2 separate regions of the Oryctolagus cuniculus genome follow, and region 2 is linked to region 1. The links are chromatin contacts, called in public Hi-C maps. All regions are on one chromosome and are shown on one strand. Each heading gives the region's core, a stretch centred on a gene start, on an enhancer-like site or on the middle of the called end of the contact. The rest is flanking DNA. Distances are from core to core; before and after follow the strand shown.

Evidence for each region. Hi-C and Micro-C count contacts between places; a contact is called where the count stands out from the background.
Region 2: a Hi-C map of an unstated tissue shows a contact between it and region 1, with 1.5 times the contacts expected there. The contact joins the promoter of FADS1 here to the enhancer-like site in region 1. A contact is called at or near these places in 3 of 6 Hi-C or Micro-C datasets (psoas muscle, skin fibroblasts and an unstated tissue).

What each region holds. Positions count from the first base shown.
Region 1 is chr1:10,381,479-10,384,178 of mOryCun1.1, reverse strand. No RefSeq gene overlaps it. Among named protein-coding and RNA genes, the nearest start is that of FADS1, 39 kb to the left of the region's middle. Within about 2 kb of position 1,323, at least 2 of the 8 cell types and tissues checked have an H3K27ac peak or open chromatin away from gene starts, as enhancers often do.
Region 2 is chr1:10,420,688-10,423,387 of mOryCun1.1, reverse strand. It overlaps FADS1 (fatty acid desaturase 1), which reads right to left and starts at 1,430. Exons shown (of 12, transcript XM_008274405.4): 1 at 1,071-1,430. The coding sequence starts at 1,262.

The sequences.
Region 1 (2,700 bases), core at 74-2,573:
TGCTGCCATGGAGAAGAGTGGGTGGTAAGAGCGCGGAGAGCACTGAGCTTGGCTGGGACGTCAGGGAGGACTTCTCTGAGGACGTGACATTTAGCTGAGATCCAGAAGAGGTGTAAGAGTCAGCTGGGGCCGGTGCCGCGGCTCACTAGGCTAATCCTCCGCCTTGCGGTGCTGGCACACCGGGTTCTAGTCCCTGTCGGGGCGCCGGATTCTGTCCCAGTTGCCCCTCTTCCAGGCCAGCTCTCTGCTGTGGCCAGGGAGTGCAGTGGAGGATGGCCCAGGTGCTTGGGCCCTGCACCCCATGGGAGACCAGGAGAAGTACCTGGCTCCTGCCATCGGATCAGCGCAGTGTGCTGGCCGCAGCGGCCATTGGAGGGTGAACCAATGGCAAAGGAAGACCTTTCTCTCTGTCTCTCTCTCTCTCACTGTCCACTCTGCCTGTCCAAAAAAAAAAAAAGTCAGCTGGGAGTGGGGAGAACCTCCAGGTACGGGGAGCAGCATGTGTGGACCAAGAGAAGCCCAGCATGGCTAGCTTGAAGTGGATGAATGAGAGAGTGAAGGAGCCGAGATTGGAGAGGTCCAAGGGAGGTGGGTAGAGTCCTGCAGCTCAAGATGAGGCATGTGGCCACTGTCATCATTCAGGTAATGTGTCAGAGTGGTTGGTAGTGTCTGCAAGTCACTGATGAGCTCTTAATTTAAAAAAAAAAAAAATTTATTTATTTGAAAGGCAGAGTTAGAGAGAGAGAGAGCGTGCTTTCACTGGCTGATTTAAATGGCCGCAATGACTGGGGCTGGTCCAGACTGAAGTCAGGAGCCTAGAGCTCCGTCCAGGTCTCCCACATGGGTGGCAGGGCCCAAGCACTTGGGCCATCTTGCCCTGCTTTCCTGGGTGCATTAACAGGGGGATGAATTGAAAGTGGAGCAGCTGGGACTTGAGCTGGTGCTCCAGTGAGGAAGCTGGCGTTGCAGGTTGTGGCTTAACCTGCTGCGCCACGATGCCAGCCCCACATCCTTAATTTTTTGTTAATTATTTTTGGTTTGTCTTTCTCCATTCTTCCCTTGGGGTAGTTTCTATTTATATGCCTCAGGCCCACTGATCCTTTTTCCTGCCCTATCTTCTGTGCTGTTTATCCCATCCAGTGTACTGTTCGTATCAGATTATAGTTTTCATCTTCAGAAGTTCCATTTGGGTCTCTTTGTATCTTTCATTTCCTTCCTTGTATTGTTCCTGTTATACTCTAACTACTTGAACATCGGGAGCATGTTTACAATAGGTCCTTTAGCACTCATGTCTGCTAATTCCATCATCTCTGTCAATCCTGGATCTGTTGCTATTGACGGATTCGTCTCCAGGGTAAGGGGCCATTTGTGTTGCTTGTTTGCATACACAGTAATATCTGATCAGCTGCCAGACATTGTCGATTTTACACTGACACAGGATGGAGTGGTTGTATTTATTCAAATAGCGTTTGCCTTCGTTGTGGTGAGCAATTAGGAACTTGGAATCAGTTTGATGCCCTTGAGACTTGCTTTTAAACTTTTTCAGGGTGGGTCCATCACAGCTGTGGATGCGGGTCTGACTCATTCCCATTTCCAAGGCATGGCCCTTTGTGTTATAAGGGCTCTGCACTCTGGCTGCTGGGACCACTTCTAGTCCTGGGTGTGCCCCAGGAGCCATCTGGCATGCAACTTTCTGGTGGTTCTTCCCCGACTCCCACATATTCCCATCAGCACTCAGCCAAGGACTTGAGAAAGCCCTGAAGTTCTTGTGGAGCACTTGGGTCTCTCTTGTGGCTTGGCCAATGTTAGGCTCTAAATATTTGTGTTTCCCTAACATTTATGTGTTGAAATCTCAACCCCCTGTGGTGAAGTTGTTAGTGGGTGGGAGTTCCAAAAGCGTAGCCCTCACAAATGGGACTAGTTCTCTAAGCCAGAGGGAGAGAGAGCCTGGCCCTTCCACCGTGTAAGGTTACAGTGAAAAGACACCGTCTAGCTAAGAACCAGGGACTGGGTCCTCACCAGACACCAGGTCTGCCAGCACTGTGACCTTGACCTCCCAGCCTCCAGAACTGCGAGAAATAAATGTGTGTTGTTTACGAACTGCCCCATCTACGGCATCTTGTTATAGCTTCCTAAACAAATTGAGGCCTTCCAGATGTGGTGCAGCAGGTTGGAGCCCCAGCTGCTCTGCTTCCGGTCCAGATCCAGCTTCCTGTTAATGCACCTGGGAAGGCAGCAGATGATGACCCAAGCACTTGGGCCCCGTCACCCAGCCACCCACATGGGAGATCTGGATGGAGTTCCTGGCTCCTGGCTTCAGCTTGGCCCAGCCATGGCTGGGTGGCCATTTGGGGAGGTTCATCCTCTTTCTCTCTTCCTTCCTTCCTTCCTTCCTTCCTTCCTTCCTTCCTTCCTTCCTTCCTTTTTGTCTGTCTGTCTGTCTGTCTCTCTCCCCCCCTCTTTCTTTTTCCCTTCCTCCCTTCTTCTCTGTCATTCTTCCTTTCAAATAACAAATCAATTACTTAAAAAAAAAAAAGACCTTTCAGATGAGATCAGGGTGAAAATGGTGGTGTTGGCCACCCACCCTGGTTCAGAGGCCTTGGCAAGTGGCTCTTGTCACCCTGGTCCTCTTACTGTCTTTGTTATTCCAGCCAAGAAAGTGTGTTTCTAGACGTGAGACTCTGGGGCTCATGAAAGTGT
Region 2 (2,700 bases), core at 181-2,680, 39 kb before region 1:
CACGCCTGCGCTGTCGCAGCGGCAGTGGCCCGGACTCCGGCGTGGACACCGCGGTGCCCGGTGCAGGCTCTGTTTTCGCCCTCTAGGCGGGCTGCCTCGGATCGAGGAGCGGGTCCTCGTCCCACAGCGTCTAAGCTCGGCCGAGACCCACCGGGAAGCCCGGAGACCCGACGCGCTCTGGGATGTTAGAGCGATGGTCGGGGGCCCTGGAGAGGGAAATGCGGTGACGCCAACGCCCCCCAGGGAGGGCCCGGCGCTCCCACCCTGGGCGCTCCCGCCTTAGCCCCGAGAGCGGGTGGTCCGCAAAGCAGCGGGGCTGGGGCTGGGGCTGGGGGGGGGCGCTGCCTCTGCAGCGAGGCTCCGGGGAGCGGGGGACGCGACCCCGGAACAGAACAGCCCTCCTCAGCGCCGGCCTGCCGCGGAGTGGCCGCCCGCACCGCCAGGATCCCCGCTCAGTGTGTGCATGTGCCGGCGCCCCACCTCCATCACGCCGCCGCCGCTTCTCCCAGTGCGCCCGCCCCGCCGGCCCCTCGGGCCACTGCAGCCCCCTCCCCACCCTTCCCGCTTCACACCACGCAGGGGGGCCCGTTACAGCCCCTCTCCTGCTCCCTGCGGCGCCCCAGCTCGCGAGCCGGGTAAGCGTCGAGGCGAGGCCGCGGGCCGGGCCGGGCCTCCGTCCCTCTGACACGGAGCCCCCCTTCCCTCGCGCCTCCCGATCCCGGCCGCACCAACGCTGCCTGCGCCATGCATTCTCGCTCCCCTGCTTCGGCCCAGCTTCGGGTCGTGAGGCGCCCGGGGGCTGCGGGCCGAATGCACGGGTTGGCAACGCAAGTCCTTTGTGTGCGTGCGCACGTTGCGGGACTCCATCCCCACCCGTCGGCCTGGTTTCCAAAGCCCCTCTCCTGCCCTGGCCACCTGCGTCCACGGGACTCCCAACCACCCGACAACAGGTTGGCCGGGGCGCCCAGATCTGTCGGTGTTCGGCCCCCAGGATGCCAAACTTCCTGTCTCCCGCGCAGGCAGCCTCGGGCTGCAGCCGCCCGGCCCCGCCCCCGCCCGGCGCCGCTCACCGTGGCATCCTGCCCGGCGTAGTGGCTGATGACCCGGGAGCCCCCCGGGTGCCGGCGGACGAACTCGCTGATGTTGTACACCTTCCGGTCGATCACGAGCCACCGCTCCTTCTCGCGTCCGGAGTGCAGTGCCACCTCGTCCCAGGTGAAGTAGCGCGGGCTGGGCCCCTCGGCCGGGGTCTCGGGGGCCATCGCCGGCCTGGCGACGCCGCGCGCCGGCCCGGCAGGGGCTTGTCAGGCGCGCGCGCTCGGGGCCCGCGGGGTAGCGCACGGCGGTCTCGCGGGCTCCGGGAGCGGGTCCGCTGGCGCGCGCCCGTGCGCCGTCGCCCGCGCGCCGGGTTTTCAGCACCCGCGGAGCGGACCGCCGAGCCGGGCAGCGCGCGCTCCTATTGGCTGCGCCGCGTGGCGCGGGGCGCAGGCCCCGCCCCGCGCCGGTCCTCGGGGGCGGGCGCCGGCGGGGGGACCTGGACGACCGCAGGCTCCTTAAAGGGGTCGCCCTCGTTCCACTTCCTGAGCGGCGTCCGGCGGAATGCTGAGGTGACGGCTGCCTGAGGGCGGCGCGGACGGAATAACGGTTCCCGGCGCGGCCGGGCTGCCGAGGCAGAGGGCCCTCAGGGAGTAGGCGTTGGAAGTGGGCGGAGCTCTGGGTGGACTTAACAGAATTTATTTGCGCAAAGATCTCCTTTGACCTGTCCACTAAAGATTCGGAGCGTTCCTCCTCAGCAAGGCGGGCAGCCGCGGTTTGTAGGAAAAAAAAAAAAAAGTAGCATCAGCAACAGGCAGAAGCGGCCTGATTGGCTGCGGTTCCCGGCTTCTCCTTATTTGGAAATGGCCGGGCCGTTCGCAGCCCGTGATTGGCTGAGAGCTCGGCCGCCGCGATTGGCCGGGACTCCGCTGCTGGGCACGGGAGCGCGCGGTTCCGTTCGGTTGCAGGCTGCGTGTTTACCTCGGTTCTGGTTCCTTGACTAGAAGGGTAGCTGTGAGGCCAGATTGAATTTAACAGTTCCCAGCGCTTTTTTTTTTTCTTAAGTTGAGAGATAAAATCGAATGCATCATGTACAACATGTAGCGAAGTATACTTGTGTATATGTTGTGGAATGGTTAAATATAGCTAATTATGCATGACCTCACATAATTAGGATGTTCGTGGCGAGCTTACTCAAAGTGCAGTTTCTTTTTGCCGTTTCGACGACCACGATATGTGGTCACTAACTATAGCTCCCTTGCTGGCCAGTCCATCTCTTGAACTTTCTCCTCCTGTAAGCGATTATATGTCCTCTGACCACTCTCTAACCAGTCCAGTTTTTGGTAACCACCATCTACTTTCTACTTCTATGAGATTAGAGGTTTTTTTCATTTGAAGATTTTGTATTGATTTGAAAGGCAGAGTAACAAAGAGTCAGAAATTTTCCATCTGATGATTCACTCCCAGAATCTGCAACAGCCAGATCTGGGCCAGCCTGAAGCCAGGAATTCCATCCTGGTCTCCCACATGGGTTGGCAGGAGCCCGAGTACTTGGGCCATCTTCCTCTGCCGCCTCAGGAGCATTAGCAGGAAGCTGGCTCAGAAGCAGAGCAGCCAGGAATGGAACTGGCAGGCCAGTGTGGGATGCTGGCATCCAAAGCTGCT